Regions from separate parts of the Mus musculus genome. Here regions 2, 3, 4 and 5 are each linked to region 1. Evidence: chromatin contacts called from public Micro-C and promoter capture Hi-C data. All regions are on one chromosome and are shown on one strand. Each heading gives the region's core, a stretch centred on a gene start, on an enhancer-like site or on the middle of the called end of the contact. The rest is flanking DNA. Distances are from core to core; before and after follow the strand shown.

What was found. Promoter capture Hi-C pulls out the DNA fragments that hold promoters and counts their contacts. A called contact is a pair of places that touch in the nucleus more often than the background predicts.
Region 2: a contact with region 1 is called in a promoter capture Hi-C map of liver, with 4 times the contacts expected there. The contact joins the promoter of Zfas1 here to the promoter of Snai1 in region 1. A contact is called at or near these places in 11 of 39 promoter capture datasets (the HPC-7 cell line, cranial neural crest, embryonic stem cells and 7 more), 1 of 484 Hi-C or Micro-C datasets (embryonic stem cells) and 3 of 115 datasets of contacts at active chromatin or transcription factors (embryonic stem cells, extraembryonic endoderm stem cells and memory CD8 T cells).
Region 3: a promoter capture Hi-C map of liver shows a contact between it and region 1, with 4 times the contacts expected there. The contact joins the enhancer-like site here to the promoter of Snai1 in region 1. A contact is called at or near these places in 3 of 39 promoter capture datasets (hippocampal neurons, liver and pre-B cells), 1 of 15 datasets of contacts at CTCF or cohesin (large pre-B cells), 1 of 115 datasets of contacts at active chromatin or transcription factors (large pre-B cells) and 1 of 9 other capture datasets (embryonic stem cells).
Region 4: a contact with region 1 is called in a Micro-C map of embryonic stem cells, with 2.3 times the contacts expected there. The contact joins the promoter of Kcnb1 here to the promoter of Snai1 in region 1. A contact is called at or near these places in 4 of 39 promoter capture datasets (embryonic stem cells, liver, pre-B cells and 1 more) and 1 of 484 Hi-C or Micro-C datasets (embryonic stem cells).
Region 5: a promoter capture Hi-C map of neutrophils shows a contact between it and region 1, with 3 times the contacts expected there. The contact joins the enhancer-like site here to the promoter of Snai1 in region 1. A contact is called at or near these places in 4 of 39 promoter capture datasets (the C10 cell line, cranial neural crest, frontonasal cranial neural crest and 1 more) and 1 of 115 datasets of contacts at active chromatin or transcription factors (pancreatic cancer cells).

The regions. Positions count from the first base shown.
Region 1 is chr2:167,536,686-167,539,584 of GRCm38.p6, forward strand. Snai1 (snail family zinc finger 1) reads left to right here and starts at 1,510. Exons shown (of 3, transcript NM_011427.3): 1 at 1,510-1,686; 2 at 1,986-2,513. The coding sequence starts at 1,605.
Region 2 is chr2:167,061,527-167,064,425 of GRCm38.p6, forward strand. Zfas1 (zinc finger, NFX1-type containing 1, antisense RNA 1) reads left to right here and starts at 1,408. Exons shown (of 5, transcript NR_138563.1): 1 at 1,408-1,771; 2 at 2,110-2,201. Znfx1 (zinc finger, NFX1-type containing 1) reads right to left here and starts at 1,489. Exons shown (of 14, transcript NM_001033196.2): 1 at 984-1,489. It overlaps LOC115486178 (a small nucleolar RNA gene), which reads left to right and starts at 1,947; the gene lies at 1,947-2,039.
Region 3 is chr2:167,958,140-167,961,038 of GRCm38.p6, forward strand. All of the region lies in intron 1 of Ptpn1 (protein tyrosine phosphatase, non-receptor type 1), which reads left to right. Among named protein-coding and RNA genes, the nearest start is that of Ptpn1, 27 kb to the left of the region's middle. Within about 2 kb of position 1,397, at least 174 of the 459 cell types and tissues checked have an H3K27ac peak or open chromatin away from gene starts, as enhancers often do. A contact at or near this core is called in liver and pre-B cells, where this site is marked.
Region 4 is chr2:167,187,454-167,190,352 of GRCm38.p6, forward strand. Kcnb1 (potassium voltage gated channel, Shab-related subfamily, member 1) reads right to left here and starts at 1,365. Exons shown (of 2, transcript NM_008420.4): 1 at 604-1,365. The coding sequence starts at 1,170. It also overlaps a transcript of 1110018N20Rik not described here.
Region 5 is chr2:167,859,296-167,862,194 of GRCm38.p6, forward strand. The region is part of intron 6 of Gm32845 (a long non-coding RNA gene); the gene reads left to right. It overlaps Gm33033 (a long non-coding RNA gene), which reads right to left. Exons shown (of 2, transcript XR_003954119.1): 2 at 1-2,899. Among named protein-coding and RNA genes, the nearest start is that of Gm32845, 12 kb to the left of the region's middle. Within about 2 kb of position 1,491, at least 138 of the 459 cell types and tissues checked have an H3K27ac peak or open chromatin away from gene starts, as enhancers often do. A contact at or near this core is called in pancreatic cancer cells, where this site is marked.

The DNA.
Region 1 (2,899 bases), core at 260-2,759:
GGCATGCCAGCCAGCATCCATCATTTGACCAAGTTTTACTTTCAGGCCTCTGGCAGGTGTGAGGTTGTGAACAGGCCTCCCCTTGTGGGCTTCATTTGCCTTTCTCTTTCCTTCTTACTAAGCAGGCTTGGGGGAGGCTGAGGGGGTGGAGTGGGGGGCTGCTGAAACAAAGGATGAAAGGGATGAAAGGAAGCCTAGCCAGGTGTGGATCTGGAAGAGAAAACAGGACTGGAGGAAGGCAGGTACCAAGCAAGGCCCCGTGGTAGGAAAGCCTGTTCTCTGATCATAGGGGATGGAGAAAAGTCAAAACCTAGTCAGCTGACTTGTCCGTTGGGACGAGGGTGGTGGTGGGGCGCTGTGTGCTCTCCCTCTGGACTCAGGGAGACTCATGGATGAACTAAATCTACCCAGAGGGCAGTGTTCTCCACGATGGTTGCCTGTTGTCTGACCATCCTCCCACTCCCCCACCCCCCACCCCCAGTGCTGGGAGTCTGATTCTATTCCCTGTTGTTACCTCCAGTGCCTAGAGACTCGATGCTAGCTGGTGCCCCAGAGGTTTCCGTAGACCCTCTGCTTTATAGGTGTTTATAACCCCATACTATGGGGGTGTGGGTTTGGTTTCCGAGGCCACCCTTCCTCCCTGTGAACGTTCCAACACGATTTTCAGGAAGTCGGGAGCCTTAGCCCTGGTCCTTGCTACCTCTGCCTCGCACCTGCCCTTATTGGTGTTTCACAATGCAACTCTAAACACGTCCGTCCTCAGCTGAAAGTCCTTCCGTGACTCCCCAGTGCCTGTAAGGCAAAGTCCAAACTCCTCCAAAGACCCGAGGCCAGGAAATCGGACCCCTCAGGGTCTGCCCAACACCAACCTCATCCTGGAACCTGCTCTCAAAGGTTGGACAGGCAGAAGTTACTGATTCTTACCCCGGGCCTTTCCCCTCGGTGCTTCTTCACTTCCTCTAGGAAGTCATAGACACCCTCCCCTGTCAGGTGACCGTTCATTGACAGTCACAGCTGTCTCTCCCCACCTCCTTTCATCAAATCACACCTCCCTTTAGTATTCGAATCCTCTGTTTATTCTGTCTGTCTCTCTCTCCCACGGCCGGGAAGCCATCCTTGCGTAGGGCATCCCTGGGTAGTGTTTTGTTCAGGGCTGTGTAGACAGTTCCAGGAACCCCTAAGCGCGTGCATATCATCGCACTTTCTGGCTCCCCAGCGCCCAAAGGTCAGCAGCTCGGGGATGTTGCGGGGCACCGCGCTCGTCGTGGGGCAGGCGCGGCCACCAGGGGTCGCCCGAGGAGCTCGGAAGCCGCGCGGTCCGGTCCGGGAGGAGCCCAAGCGGAATCTCAGCGCCACGCGGCGGGAGCCCCAGCAGCCCAGGCGCACCTGCTCCGGTCTCAGTCTCCGGCCGCGCCGCCGCCAGCCATTGGCTCAGCCTTGACAAAGGGGCGTGACCAACAGTACGGTCACGCCCCCAGCCCTGGTACTTAAAGGAATTTGCTGCTGCTAGGGGATCGTAGTGTGCGGCCGGGCCTCGCGAGCGGAGTTGACTACCGACCTTGCGCGACCCGGTGACCCCGACTACCTAGGTCGCTCTGGCCAACATGCCGCGCTCCTTCCTGGTCAGGAAGCCGTCCGACCCCCGCCGGAAGCCCAACTATAGCGAGCTGCAGGACGCGTGTGTGGGTGCGTGGTGGGGTGCGGGACGCGGGCGGCTGGGGGGGATCCCAAGGGTGCTGGGGGGAGGTGAGAATCGGGCTCTGCGGGCGCGACAGGTGGATCTGGAGCTCCGGGTCTTGGCAGTTGGGATCCACCGAGGGTGTCTTTGACCCGGGACGGGGAGGCTCCGGGAGTTGAAGACTCGAAGGCGGGGGTAGCTTTGCGGAGTCCGGGCGGGGGAGGGGAGGGGCGGGCGGGAAGCCCCCCCACCTGGCGCCCCGAGAATCCGCTCAGCTGACTCCCTGCTGTCTCTTCTCTTCCCGCAGAGTTCACCTTCCAGCAGCCCTACGACCAGGCCCACCTGCTGGCCGCCATCCCTCCGCCCGAGGTCCTCAACCCCGCCGCTTCGCTGCCCACCCTCATCTGGGACTCTCTCCTGGTACCCCAAGTGCGGCCGGTTGCCTGGGCCACCCTCCCGCTGCGGGAGAGCCCCAAGGCCGTAGAGCTGACCTCGCTGTCCGATGAGGACAGTGGCAAAAGCTCCCAGCCGCCCAGCCCGCCCTCGCCGGCGCCGTCGTCCTTCTCGTCCACCTCGGCCTCCTCCCTGGAGGCCGAGGCCTTCATCGCCTTCCCTGGCTTGGGCCAACTTCCCAAGCAGCTGGCCAGGCTCTCGGTGGCCAAGGACCCCCAGTCGCGGAAGATCTTCAACTGCAAATATTGTAACAAGGAGTACCTCAGCCTGGGCGCTCTGAAGATGCACATCCGAAGCCACACGCTGCCTTGTGTCTGCACGACCTGTGGAAAGGCCTTCTCTAGGCCCTGGCTGCTTCAGGGCCACGTCCGCACCCACACTGGTGAGTGAGTGTGCATAGCTGAGCTCTGAGTCTGGGCTGTTTGGCCTTAGACCCTGGGGGGACTCAACACTTACTCCTAAGGCTGCCAAGCAGTGGACAAAGTAGATGTTGGTTGTTCTCCATTCTGTACCTTGCTGTTCGAGGCTAGGAGTGAAGAGGTGTTCCCTATCCGGGCTCAACCCACACTGTAGAAGTCAGACAGGATATTGCTAGACAGGATATTCTGCACCTGGCCTTGAATCCTGAGTCGAGAACTTCCCCAGTTTCCTCGTTTCTAAAATGTATCAGAGAACACTTCGTGGGGTCTTTGTAGAGTGAAGTGCTAGGTGCAGGTGCCACTAAGAAATGACTTCCCAGTGACTATGAAGACGGCTCAGTGGTTAGAG
Region 2 (2,899 bases), core at 158-2,657, 480 kb before region 1:
TCAGAGAAACACTGTAAGGTTACAGAAAGCAGGAGAGATCTGGGGGGGACTCAGAGGTAGGGCAGGGCCTAGGGATGGGGAGCCCAGGGTGGTTGTGGAACAAGTGGGTATAGCAATAGGTGAGAAATGGAGAGAGTGGGGCTCCAGGGACCGGGAGCAGAGGCAGGACAACTACGCACAGGGGATGACTGGGTGCTGAGATGAAGGGGCACTAGAGGTGGGGTGTGATCAGGGTGGTGACAGATGAACTGAAGAGAGTCGAAGCAGGTAATGGCAGTGCCCGCGGCTCAGGATACGCTGGGTACTGAGGGAGGAGACACCGACTCTGGAGGTGATGGGGGCTGCTAAGGAGAGGAGACAGGGACTCTGGGGAGTGATGGTGAGGCTAATGGAAGGGAACAGGGATTTAGGGGTGATGGGGCTGCTGAGGAGAGGAAACAGGGACTGGGAAATGGGGCTGCTGATAACCAGGTAGACTTAACTCAGGGAACGATGGAGGGTGACGGTGGAGGTGGGAGGACAGGACTCTGGGGGTGGTAAGGAGTGGAAAAAGATCCTAGGGGTGATGGGAGATTCCAAATACTCCGGAGATGATAGGGGAACTGAGGGACTCTGGGGGCTATAGGGAAACTAAGAGAAAGGGGCAGGGACTCTGGGGGCTATAGGGAAACTGAAGAAGCAGACAGGGACTTCGGGGACTATAGGGGGGGCTGAGAGAAAGAGAACAGGGACTCCGGAGGCTACAGGATAATTGAGGGAAGAGGACAGGGACTCCGGAGGCTACAGGATAATTGAGGGAAGGGGACAGGGACTCCGGGGGTATAGGGAAACTGAGGGAAAGGGACAGGGACTCTGGAGGCTATAGGAAAACTAAGGGAAGGGGACATGGACTCTGGGGACTATAGGAGAACTGAGGGAAGGGGACAGGGACTCCGGGGGTGGTGGGGGCGCTGAGTGGGGCAGATAGGGACTCCAAGGCTAACCTGACACCCGGCCGGAGGCAGAGCGGGACGCCGGCGGTCGCAGCGCCGCAGAAGCAGGTGCGTGATAGGGCGGAGGCCACTCACCGGCTCGGGCGCGTCCTCCGCAGGGCTAGAGCTCAGCCCCGGCCCTGGCAGGTCGCGGCCCCGCCCGGCACCGCGAACTTTCGGTTTCCAGTCCCTGCAGCCCCTGGGCGGGGCGAGTAGCCTAGTGGGCGGCCCGGAGGAAGAGGAGGCCGCGCAGGACGAGGAGGCGGTGCCGCGGGCTCCAGCGAGAGGCCGGGCTCGCCTGCGCCCCCGCCCTCGGGGCGGGCGGAAGGGCGGCGTCGCCTCAGCGCCCGCGGTAGCGGCGGCGGCTGGACTGGCGGCTCCCCGCGGGCGCGGCGGAGGGGAGGGCGCGGCGGGGGGCGGGTTGACTGCGCCCCGGGCGGCCGCAGGTCTCGGCTGGCCCCGGAGCCAGGGGGACGCGGCGGGCGGCTCGTGCGTGCCAAGCGCGACATGGCGCGGAAGCCGAGAAGCCCCGGAGGCCCAGTGAGCACGGGGAGGGGCTAGACACTGGCTGGACAACCATTAGCTAGCTGGGGCCGGGCGGCTCGGGGACTACATTTCCCAGGACGCCAAGCGGTCGCGCCCGGAAGCGACGCGCCATGGGCACAGTGCGCAGGCGCACGCGCCGCCAAGGTCTATATAAGGAAGGTTCGCCGCCGCTCTCGTCCTTTCGTTCCGGCGGCTCCTAGAGCGTTTGCTTTGTTCCCGATATGTCTCGTCCCTCCGGGGTTAACTTGCAGATGGTGAGTTGAGTCCACACAGCACAAGTTTTTTTTTTGTTAACCTCTTATCAAGTTTAGTCGCTGTAACCGCTCCTAGTCTCCAAGTGTTGCTTATGGAGCGCGATCCCCAGGTTGACCTTCGAAGACGTGATTCAAGTGGAAAAGACGCCTTCTGCTTTGGCCTGGGAAGCTTTTTGCTGGTGTAAATGATGAACTCACTTTTTTCCCCGTCATATCGACAGTGCTGATGTTTTAAAACATTTGCCAGTTTGTCCTGATAAACACCAGCCTTCGAGGACCCTGGTCTTCTTTGTTCCTGGTCGAGGATATAGGTGGTGATGGACGCTTTTGTTTTGTAGGTTGACCTGACCAAGCAGGACAGCATGGAGGTTGGAGGGAGAGAAGGGCATCGAGGGAGATGAGAACTCACCTACCATCTGAAAGTCTTAAGGTATGCATTCGTCTAGTGGCCTAAAGTGGCAATCACGTGCTTTGAAGAGCCTTTAAGTGGGCAGTGATAGGGAATTTGATGCAAGAGTTACTGCTGAGGTTCGTTGTTTTAAAAGCCCCGAGGATTGAGCCTTATTATCAAAGTATACTAAAGTCTTTTAATTGTGTATCTGTACATACTGACACAGGAGATGCAGAGCCCTGTTGTTATTTAAAGTGTCCTGGTAGAACTGCCTGAGAAAAGGACTGATTAAGAAAATGGTCCCATTGAGATTAGTCTGTAACACATTTTCTTGGCTGTTGATATGGGAGCATTCAGCAGTTTGTGGGTGCAGTGTCTGAGCCGGGTTGAGATTTCTTTTGTATATGCGTGGTATTTAGAAAGGCAATGAAACATGTCTGCTAAAGTATTTGCAGGCTAGTGCTTTTCAAGATGTGACAATGGCTATCCTCCATTACTGTATTCTGATATCCACCCTGACCCACTCAGATAAAAATGTGAATATGCCCTAAATCAAGTAGGCCCGAGAAATGGCTTAGCAGTTAAGAGCACTGATGGCTCTTTCGAGGGGTCCTGAGTTAAATTTCTAGCAACCACATGGTGGCTCACAACCATCTATAATGGGGTCTGGTGCCCTCTTATGGTGTCTCTGAAGAGAACAATGGTGGTGTACTCGTGCATAAAATATATGAATAAAT
Region 3 (2,899 bases), core at 147-2,646, 420 kb after region 1:
TACAGTCCTGTGTTCTGCCTAGACGTGAAAGGTCACCTGCACTTCTCCATGTAGGCTGACAGCTGAGATCTGAAGAGTCTCTTCCTGGTGTGGGCACAGTGCCAGGCTGCGTCTGGATGGCCTGAAGGAACGCCTGCCTGTGTGGAGCCTCATGCCTGCCTGCTTGCTTGGAATAGAATAGCCTCTCGGTCCCAGCTTGGGACTTTATTTTAAAGACTTACTTGTTTTATTTATATGAGTACACTGTAGCTGTCTTCAGACACACCAGAAGAGGATAACAGATCCCATTACAGATGGCTGTGAGCCACCATGTGGTTGATGGGAATTGAACTCAGGACCTCTGGAGTAGCAGTCAGTGCTCTTAACCCCTGAGCCATCTCTCCAGCCTGTGACTTCATTTTTGTGGTTTCACAAATCCATTCCTTCCAGTGCTATCATGCCTTCATCTCTGTGCCTCCTTCATCCTTGGTCTCTCACATCAGGTAGGAAAGCATGTGGCCTCTAGAAGAAGGTGGCCAGTGAGTATCTCATATGCCTTTTTCTTGGTTCTGGTTAGCAGAGCCTCACACAGCTTTCCAGGGACTTGGGAAAATCTTGACCAACATTGTTGTGTTTTAGTGAGCTGTTTTCTGCTCGTTCACACTGCTAAGTATGCAGGGAGCATCCATCCATTGCGGAAGGAGAGCACTGTCACTTCAGATCAGGGATGTCACTGGTGTTTCATGTGGCCTCTCCCTTGGGACCTTGGAAGGAGGAAACACAGTGGGCAGACTGGTTCCTGCCAGGAAAATTGTAGATATTGCTCTTGCAGATGCCTGCCAATTCCTTGTTAGTCAACTGTCCCACTGTCCCCCGGCAGGCAGCCAAGAGCCGGGTGAAGTTCTTACTGGCCTGATAGAAAGCAGAAGGTAAACAAAACAGAAGTGAAAGTCGATTTTTTTAGCCAGTTCTCTTACGGGAACAGTTTTGTGGTTCTCAGCATTTTAGTAGACACTGGTTCCAATATGTTTGATTGACATCAATTACTGTAAGTCTGATTCATTTTCTCCCTATTGATTTCTGCCCAAGGTGGAATTCATGACATTTAACAGAAAATGTAAGTGATGTCTTTATCAAGGGCTGTAAAAATTAGGGTCAAAGCCAGGGACACTTGCAAGTCTAACTGCGAGTGTGTCATCCTAGTTACCCGTGTAATCTGTGTAAGGTGAGCGGCAGCCCGACGCTCTGGCCTGCCACACTGAACTCAGAATGCTGCTTCTAAATGCAGTGTGGGCCAGGGTCACTTCACCAGTGTGAAGCCATTCATTCATATCCACGCTCCCACCCCCAGCCAGTTCAGCCTCTCAAAGCTGTTATTCTCAGTGCTAAAACCACATCAGTCCTTAGGGACCAAAAGTCATTGTTAACATAATTATGTAAGTGGCTTGTTCTTGTAAATGGCTTGAGGTCATCAGCAGTGACAGAGGTCACTTTGGTATTTTTAAGGGTTAGGTGTTTTGAGCAGCTGTACAAGCAGGAGGACTGTTAGCAGCACAGTGCTGAAGCCCTGGAGTCCACTCTGGGAGCCTCTCCGAAACTGCTGCTTCTCTGAAGCCATATCACCACCGCCCACACCCACACCTCTGTTCCTCTCTGTGACTGCAGCTGCAGCCTGGGTATTTTGCCCCTGTAGTTATTCAGTAAACCAGGTGTGCTTGTGCAGACTCCCAGCGCTTGTCTGCTGGGATTATTAGTTCAAGGTCATCCTCAGCTTCATAGGGAGTTGGAGGCTAGCCTAGGCTATGTAATATGTAAGTACCTGTCTCAAACAAAACAAAGCAAGATACAAAGAATGAAGTATTGTTTTCCATTCAAAGACAGCCTCTGGTGATCTATCTATTCTGATTGTTCTTTGCTCCACAAAATTTTTCTTTCTCCTTTGTAGTTAGACCCGGTTAATAAAATCTGCTGTGCACTCACCACTCTGAGGTGCTTACACACAGCATCTTAGGTGAGCCAGAGACAAGCGTGTGTGCTCTCAGCCATGGCTGCGCCTGGGTTCCAGGAAGTGCTTGCCTCTCAGCCCCCACTGCCCGGTCTATCTGCCCTTCCTTCCTTCAGTCTCTCAGCTGACTATCTGAGAATCAGTATTTTCCCACACTATCAAGTAACACGCCAGCCCCTCAACTCAGATGCCATTTAGAGAGGAGTCGAGACTGGCCAGTGAGAGGAACTTGCTAGTCCCCGAATTCTACTTACATGTGGGGTTTTTGTTTTTCATTTATCAACAACTTCACACGGATGTATTACATATGTTGGTCACTTTGACCTCTCAGTGCTGCCTGGAAGCCCCTCCTCCTCCCAGTAAGACACCCTCCTGTTTCCATGTTGTGGGGATTGTTTTGCTTTTGTTTTTTGTGGTCCCTGAATTCCCAGTGTTGCTTGCATGAGCCTGGGTGGGGGCTGGATATTGGAAATAACAGTCAGTGCGGTAGCTGTTCTCCATTCTCTGCTTCAGGATCTGTTTTAGTAACCAGTTTGGTATTATCTTGTCAGGAGGTTGTGTGCGACAATTGCAGAAGCCAAACCAGGCCCCAGGAGTGTGCGTTCTGCAGCAGTTAGGATGGGCTTGATGGGTGTTCTCGGATGCATGTTCCCTCTGGGGCACTTCCACCCTGTGCCGGGAAGCATGCTGGGATAGAGTCAAAAGCTGTATACTTACGGTATTAGCATCAGCCTTTCGGTCAGTCGCAGGTTATGTTGAGGGCCTGCCCTGGCCTGGGTCTGAGATTAGAAATGAGGGCCTCTCTCTTAATGGACACCTGACTGCTTTCAGGAAGCCATCCTGCTCTGCCCTGTGGCAGACAGTTTTAAACAAATAATGCATTCTTCCATGGAGCAAGAAGAAGTCATTCACTGC
Region 4 (2,899 bases), core at 115-2,614, 350 kb before region 1:
GTGTGAACAAGTTCACCCTGCCTCTTTCCCCAGGCCTATTTTCTGCTCTGATTTGGAAATTTACATCTTCCTCCAACAGCCAAGTGCAAACTGCACCACACAGCAAGTACATAAACAAGGAGCCAGCCTGGTCCTCTCACCCGCTGTCCCGAGCCTTGGGGCAGACCTGTCCTTACCACTAGCCTTCCCTGTCTTTTGTCATCTCTTAAAATACCTGTGGGTGCCTCAGCCTCTGCCAGGCGTGTCGGTAGGCTGTGTTTATACCCTTCCTTATGAGCAGAGTGGGGTTATAATTCAGGGCTAGATGTTACATCTGCAGGGCAGGCTATTCTAGTATGTATCCAGGCCTGGAGGCACCAAGACTATCCAGCAAAGCTCGACTCTGTTCTCACCAAGGCCGTAGCATTTTAGAGTTTTATAAACCATTTCCCCCCAACAAAGTAGGGGTACACCGTACTGAATCACATGGGAAGGGTGCCTCTTAAGAGTAGTAGTCCTTGGAGAACTCGCTTGGAGCCCCTGCCTTTTAACCGGTATACTCATCGTGAGGAGCCAGGAGCCTCTGTGTAGGCCTCCATGGGGGGAAACAGACTCCAGACTCACCTTGGCGGCCACCGATGAGTTGGGCTTCTCCAGCAGGTCCCAAAGTTTCTTCCTCTTCTCAGCACAGCACGTGTTGTCGAACTCCTCGCCCTCCCGCTCCCGCAGCGTCTCAGCCTCCCGCTTCAGCTCCTCGTTCATCTGCTCCTTCTTTTGGTGGTAGCGGGCCTGGCAGCAGGACTCCAGGTAGATCTCATCGATGCCCCAGTAGTCCAGCTCCTGGCTGAAGCTCAGCGCGCACATCTCCTCCATCATGTGCAGCCGGCCGGTGCGGTAGAAATTGAGAATAGAGGTGAAGGCGCCAGGGTGGCGGTCGAAGAAGTACTCGTTGTCCTCGAGGCTGTAGTCGTCGCACACCTGGAGCAGAGAGTCGTGCGTGTTGCAGTCCCGGAGCTTGCCCAGCCGCGTGCGAGGCAGGCGGTCCAGAGTGCGCCACAGCACCTCGTGCGCCAGGCCCCCGACGTTGAGGCGCACCCGGCGCGAGCACGCCTTGCTGCGCACGATCTCCATGGGCTCGGGCGGCAGCGAGCTGGTGGAGCGCGAGCCATGCTTCGTCATGCCCGCCGGCATCGCTGGTCTGGCCGCCCCCGCCCCCCCTGCCCCCCCAGGCCGCTGTCACTCGACGGCAAGGCCCGCTGCCGCGGGGGCGGGGGGCGGGGAGCTCTGCAGGCCGCTGTGGTGCAGGGGTGCGCGAGGGCGGGCGTCGCGGCTACCGTCTCACCTCCATCCCGACGGCTGCGAGGCAGAAAGCGAAAGCGGACACGGGTCAGCGAACCGTACTGTGAGGCCCCTCCCCCAGGGTCCCCTACCGGCCTTGACCTTCCCAAGGCTTAAGCGGCTCAGGGGAGTTGGGGGGCGGGGGGGGGGGAAGGGAGGACGGATGGCTGCTGTTCCTCCCGCCGGTGCTGAAGTCAGCCCCACCCCAGGACGAAGGGAGGGGTGGCCCTCCAGGCGGGAGAGGCCCCCAGGAGGCTCCCAGGAAGCCCCACCCCCGCCCTGGCGCAATCCGGCCGCCCGGGGCGCTGTCCGTCCCGTCGAGTGCTGAAACTCCCTGCTCTCGGGCTGGAGAGCCCAACCTGGCCCCCGCAATTGGGAGGCAAGGGAGAGGCAGGGAGAACTTTCTTTCTCTCTTTAGTGAGTTCTCATCTCCTCCCACCCCAAGATAGTCAAGATTTTGGGTGGGAGCATAACGATGGCATTGGGCTTGCTTTTTCTAAATCTTAGAAGATTTTGGGCCGAGTGAGGACTGTGGAGGCTACCAGATGCCCACCTGTCGGAGGCCACCAGGCTGCCCTGTCCTGGGGCGACCCCACTCCTCACAACACCAGGACCCGAGACCGCTCCGGAGACCAGGTGAGGGTCGAAGGAGCCAAGCCAGCGGGGTCTGCACCTCCTTGTGCGCCCCCTCCCCACTCTAGCGCAGGAGGGGCGCGGAGTCCTCGGGATCCGCCTGCTCGGTGCTCCCCTCCTGCCCCTCCTCCTCTCTTTCTCCTCCTCCCCCTCCTCCCGCTCCTCCTCCTCGCTCCTCCCGGCGATGGCTTTTTATAACTCCGGGTTCTGCGCCTTTGCCCGGGCTCGGAAGAGAAGGGGTGGGGGAGGTGGGAGGCGGGGAAACCAGCGGAATCTTCTGGCCTTTCGGAGCGTGCCCTCCTCCCGCCACGCACCGGTGATTTCGGGGGGTTCCCGGGCCCTACAGCCCGCGGGGCACACGCCCCGCCCCCAGCCCCGGGGTGGGCCCGCGCCACCCCCCTACCCCGCCACACTCACCCCCAGGGTGGCCGCCTCCCGGGGCCGCGCCGCGCGCATCTCGCCGGCCGCCCGCCCGCGCCCCCGCCCGCGGCAGCGGCGGTCCCGGGGCCGGGCTAGGCCTACCCGGGCCGGCCGGGCGGGCGGGAGGGCGGCGCCGGGGCTGCGGGGCGCGGGCGGGGCGCTCTGCGGGGCGCAGGGACGGCGCGGCCCGGGCGATCGGCGGCGCCTCCGCCTCCACCTCGGGCTCCGGCTCGGCTCGGCGGCGGCCGCGGCTGCCTGCGCGAGATCAACAAGTCGGGCTGAGCTTCGGCTCCGCGCTCGCCGCGATTCTGTCCCGCACTTCGGAGCGCGGCGAGTGGCACCGAGGCGGGACGGCGCCACCTGCGGGTCGGAAACGCGCGCGGCTTAACCCCTCCGTGCCCGGCCCGGCCCTGGCTCAGGCCGCGGGGCCCACCCGGGCTGCTTGACTGCGTCCTGGCCACCACGAGGCTGAGCGCCTACTGCATGCATGCGCTGCACGTAGGACGGGCGTGGGAGATACAGTTGCGAA
Region 5 (2,899 bases), core at 241-2,740, 320 kb after region 1:
TGTATACCCCTAAACACACACATACATATATGCTCACATACAGACACTCACATATACATATACATACACATGCACACACACACATACATACACACACATAAACACACGGGTGCACACACGTTACTAAGCCACATTTCCATGAAAGCTGTAGAGTATGTTTCTGGGTTGCCCAGTTTATCCTCTGGGACTTGTCTGTTTCTCTGGGACTTGTCTGTTTCTCTCGTGCTTCAAATAAGAACTAGACACAGGAAGGAAGTGTGCAGGATAGGACGGATCATCACACTGAGACCTGGGCCCCCTGGAGAGCATGGCTCTGTCTGTCCTCCTAGGGTCTACTCCTTTTTCACCCCCCAAAACTCACCCCGACAGACTTGGGACACAAAGCCGCTGGCTATGTGAGACCCAAGTCTGAACCTGATGCTACCTCACCACCAGGCAGCTTCAGCTTCCTGATGATGTCATCAGGGGCCTCAGCGCTCTTCAGCGGAGCCACGGCTGCTTCAGAAACACGTGGGGATGTGAGCGAGAGACGCTGCATTTTTCAAAGCACGCATTTGGAGGCTGGAGAGATGGCTCAGCAGTTAAAAGTGCTTCTAGCTCTTCCAGAGGTCCCAAGTACCATTCCCAGAATCCAGATCAGGAGACTCACTACTGCCTGTAACTCTTTACGGGGTGGGGGTGGGGAATCTGTACTCACACTTGCACACACACACACACACATACACACACACACACACACACACACACGTGTGTGTGTGACTTAAAAACAAGGCCTTTCTAAAAACCCCACTTACTTAGCCTATGGCAGGCTGAGACCAGAGGCTGGACTTGGGATGTCCCATTCAGCAGGACCCTGTTTGGAGTTTGGAAAGGGCTCCCTTCTGCCTGGGACCGTTGAGGCCTGCACAGATGGCCAATGGCCAATGGCCATCTGAGCCCTGTCACTATGACCTCAGTTTCTCCTAGCTCAGCTGGCCATCCTCTCCTGGAGAAGCAAGGCTTTGACAGGCAATGGTTTAAACCCATGCTTGCCAGGCCTTCAGACACCAGCCAGCCGCTTGGTGAACTGCCTAGCCTGCCTCATTTCTTACACAGAACAGAGGCTCAGAGAAGCTGTGTGACTTGCCTAATGCCACACAGCCAGGACTGGACCCTGTGAGATCCATTCTCTGGGCCTGGCAGCAGCAGGAGCTGTTTGTGTAGCTGGGGGTCCAAGGAAGAGAAAGAAAAAGCCAGCAGCCTGCAGCTCCACTTACAGGCAAGGCAGCCACTGAGCACTGTCCTCTTCAGGGCAGGCTGAGGCTGAGGTGGAGGACCAGCCACTGCTGGGGGACCAGGAACCTAGCTCTTCTGCCTGCCCGGCAGCAGCAACAGCAGCAGCAGTGTCCATGGCTGCCCGCCAGGCCCTGCCTGACGTCAGGCTCTGACCAGACCAGGGACATAATGTGCTGGCGTCAGGACAAAGACTGAGTGCAGCAGAGGCAAGGTGGGGCCATCCAGAGAACCGGGGATGGAGGGGGCAGAAGAGACAGGCTGAGAGGAAGGAACATGGAGAGAGAAGAGGGAGGCAGAGAGGGTGTGGATAATGGGGTGGGCGGGGAGACAGAGGAAGAATCAGACCGAGACCACAGGCAATACAACAGAGAAAGCTAGGCGGACATGGAAAAGAGAGCCAGGGCCAGAGTAGAGGACTCCAGTCCTCCACTCTACTTAGCTGTGTCCTGGTGACCGGTGGCTTACCTCTGGGAGCCTGGGAGCATTGCCCAGACCTGGAGATGACAGTGTCAAAGCCTCTCATCTGGTCAAGAGAGAGAGCCCCAGTCATGATGCGGAAGGGGACATTATGGAAAAGGCTTTGGCTGGCCCTGTATACAGCAGGGGATTAATAAAGTACAGGCTGTGGGGAGAGAGGGAGATGACAGTGGCCTCTTGGGAATGAGGTGCCTTCTGCAGCCTTGCTGCCCAGCACTGGAGAGCCCTCTTCTGACAATGAGGCTTTAACATGAGGCCATGGTGCAGACCTTCGCCTGGCTGACCTGGTTTGGGGCACACAACTCCTTGTTTATGGGCCTAAGAAGGCCATAGTCTCAGGGCCACCACGTCACCAAAGCCAAGCAAGGCCAGGCCTGGTCACTTCTGGCCTTCCAGCCACAGAACACTTATACATCTTAATTATCAAATTCAGGAGGGCTGAGGGCTAAGCTAGCTCCCCCTGAGGGACCAAACCTGTGTTCTCTGTGGGTGCAGGGACCCCCAAGGGTCCCAGGGGCACTCACCTCTCCGATGCTTTCACACTGTCCCAGAAGCCTTTGCCCTCTCTTCTCCCTCCTCCTCCTCTTCATCCTCAGAATCGAGCACCTACTGTATACTAAGCGAGCTACTAGTATGCAGTTCTGCAGACAACTGCCCAAGGGGGAAGCAGAGACAGTGTCCCCTGAACAGGTAACAGTTCTGTTTTCTGAACAGCTTGAGTATCACCTGTGTCCCACTGTGTACCATGACGATGTCACCACGTACATGGCCATAGTTTTGTCAGAGCTGATCCTCCTGCCCCCTCCAAAGACCTTTGGTTGTCTGAAAACATCTCCACCATGGAGATGTTCTGGCAACTCAAGGGCACAGACCAAGTCACACATAATACCCTACTATGCACAGGATAACCCAGCACGGAGAACCCTCCAGCCCCCAACACTGGAGTGGCAAGGTTAAGGACTAAGCTGGGAGGTAAGAGGCACGTGTATGCATGACCACGTGGAAGCTGAAGGTCAGCCTGGGTGCCCTTCCTAAGGTTTCGTCCACACTGTTCACTGAGACAGGGTCTCTCACCTGTCTGGACTGTGCCAAGCAGGCTAAGCGGCTACTGCTAAGTCCCATGATCCTCCTGTCTCCGCCTCTCTAG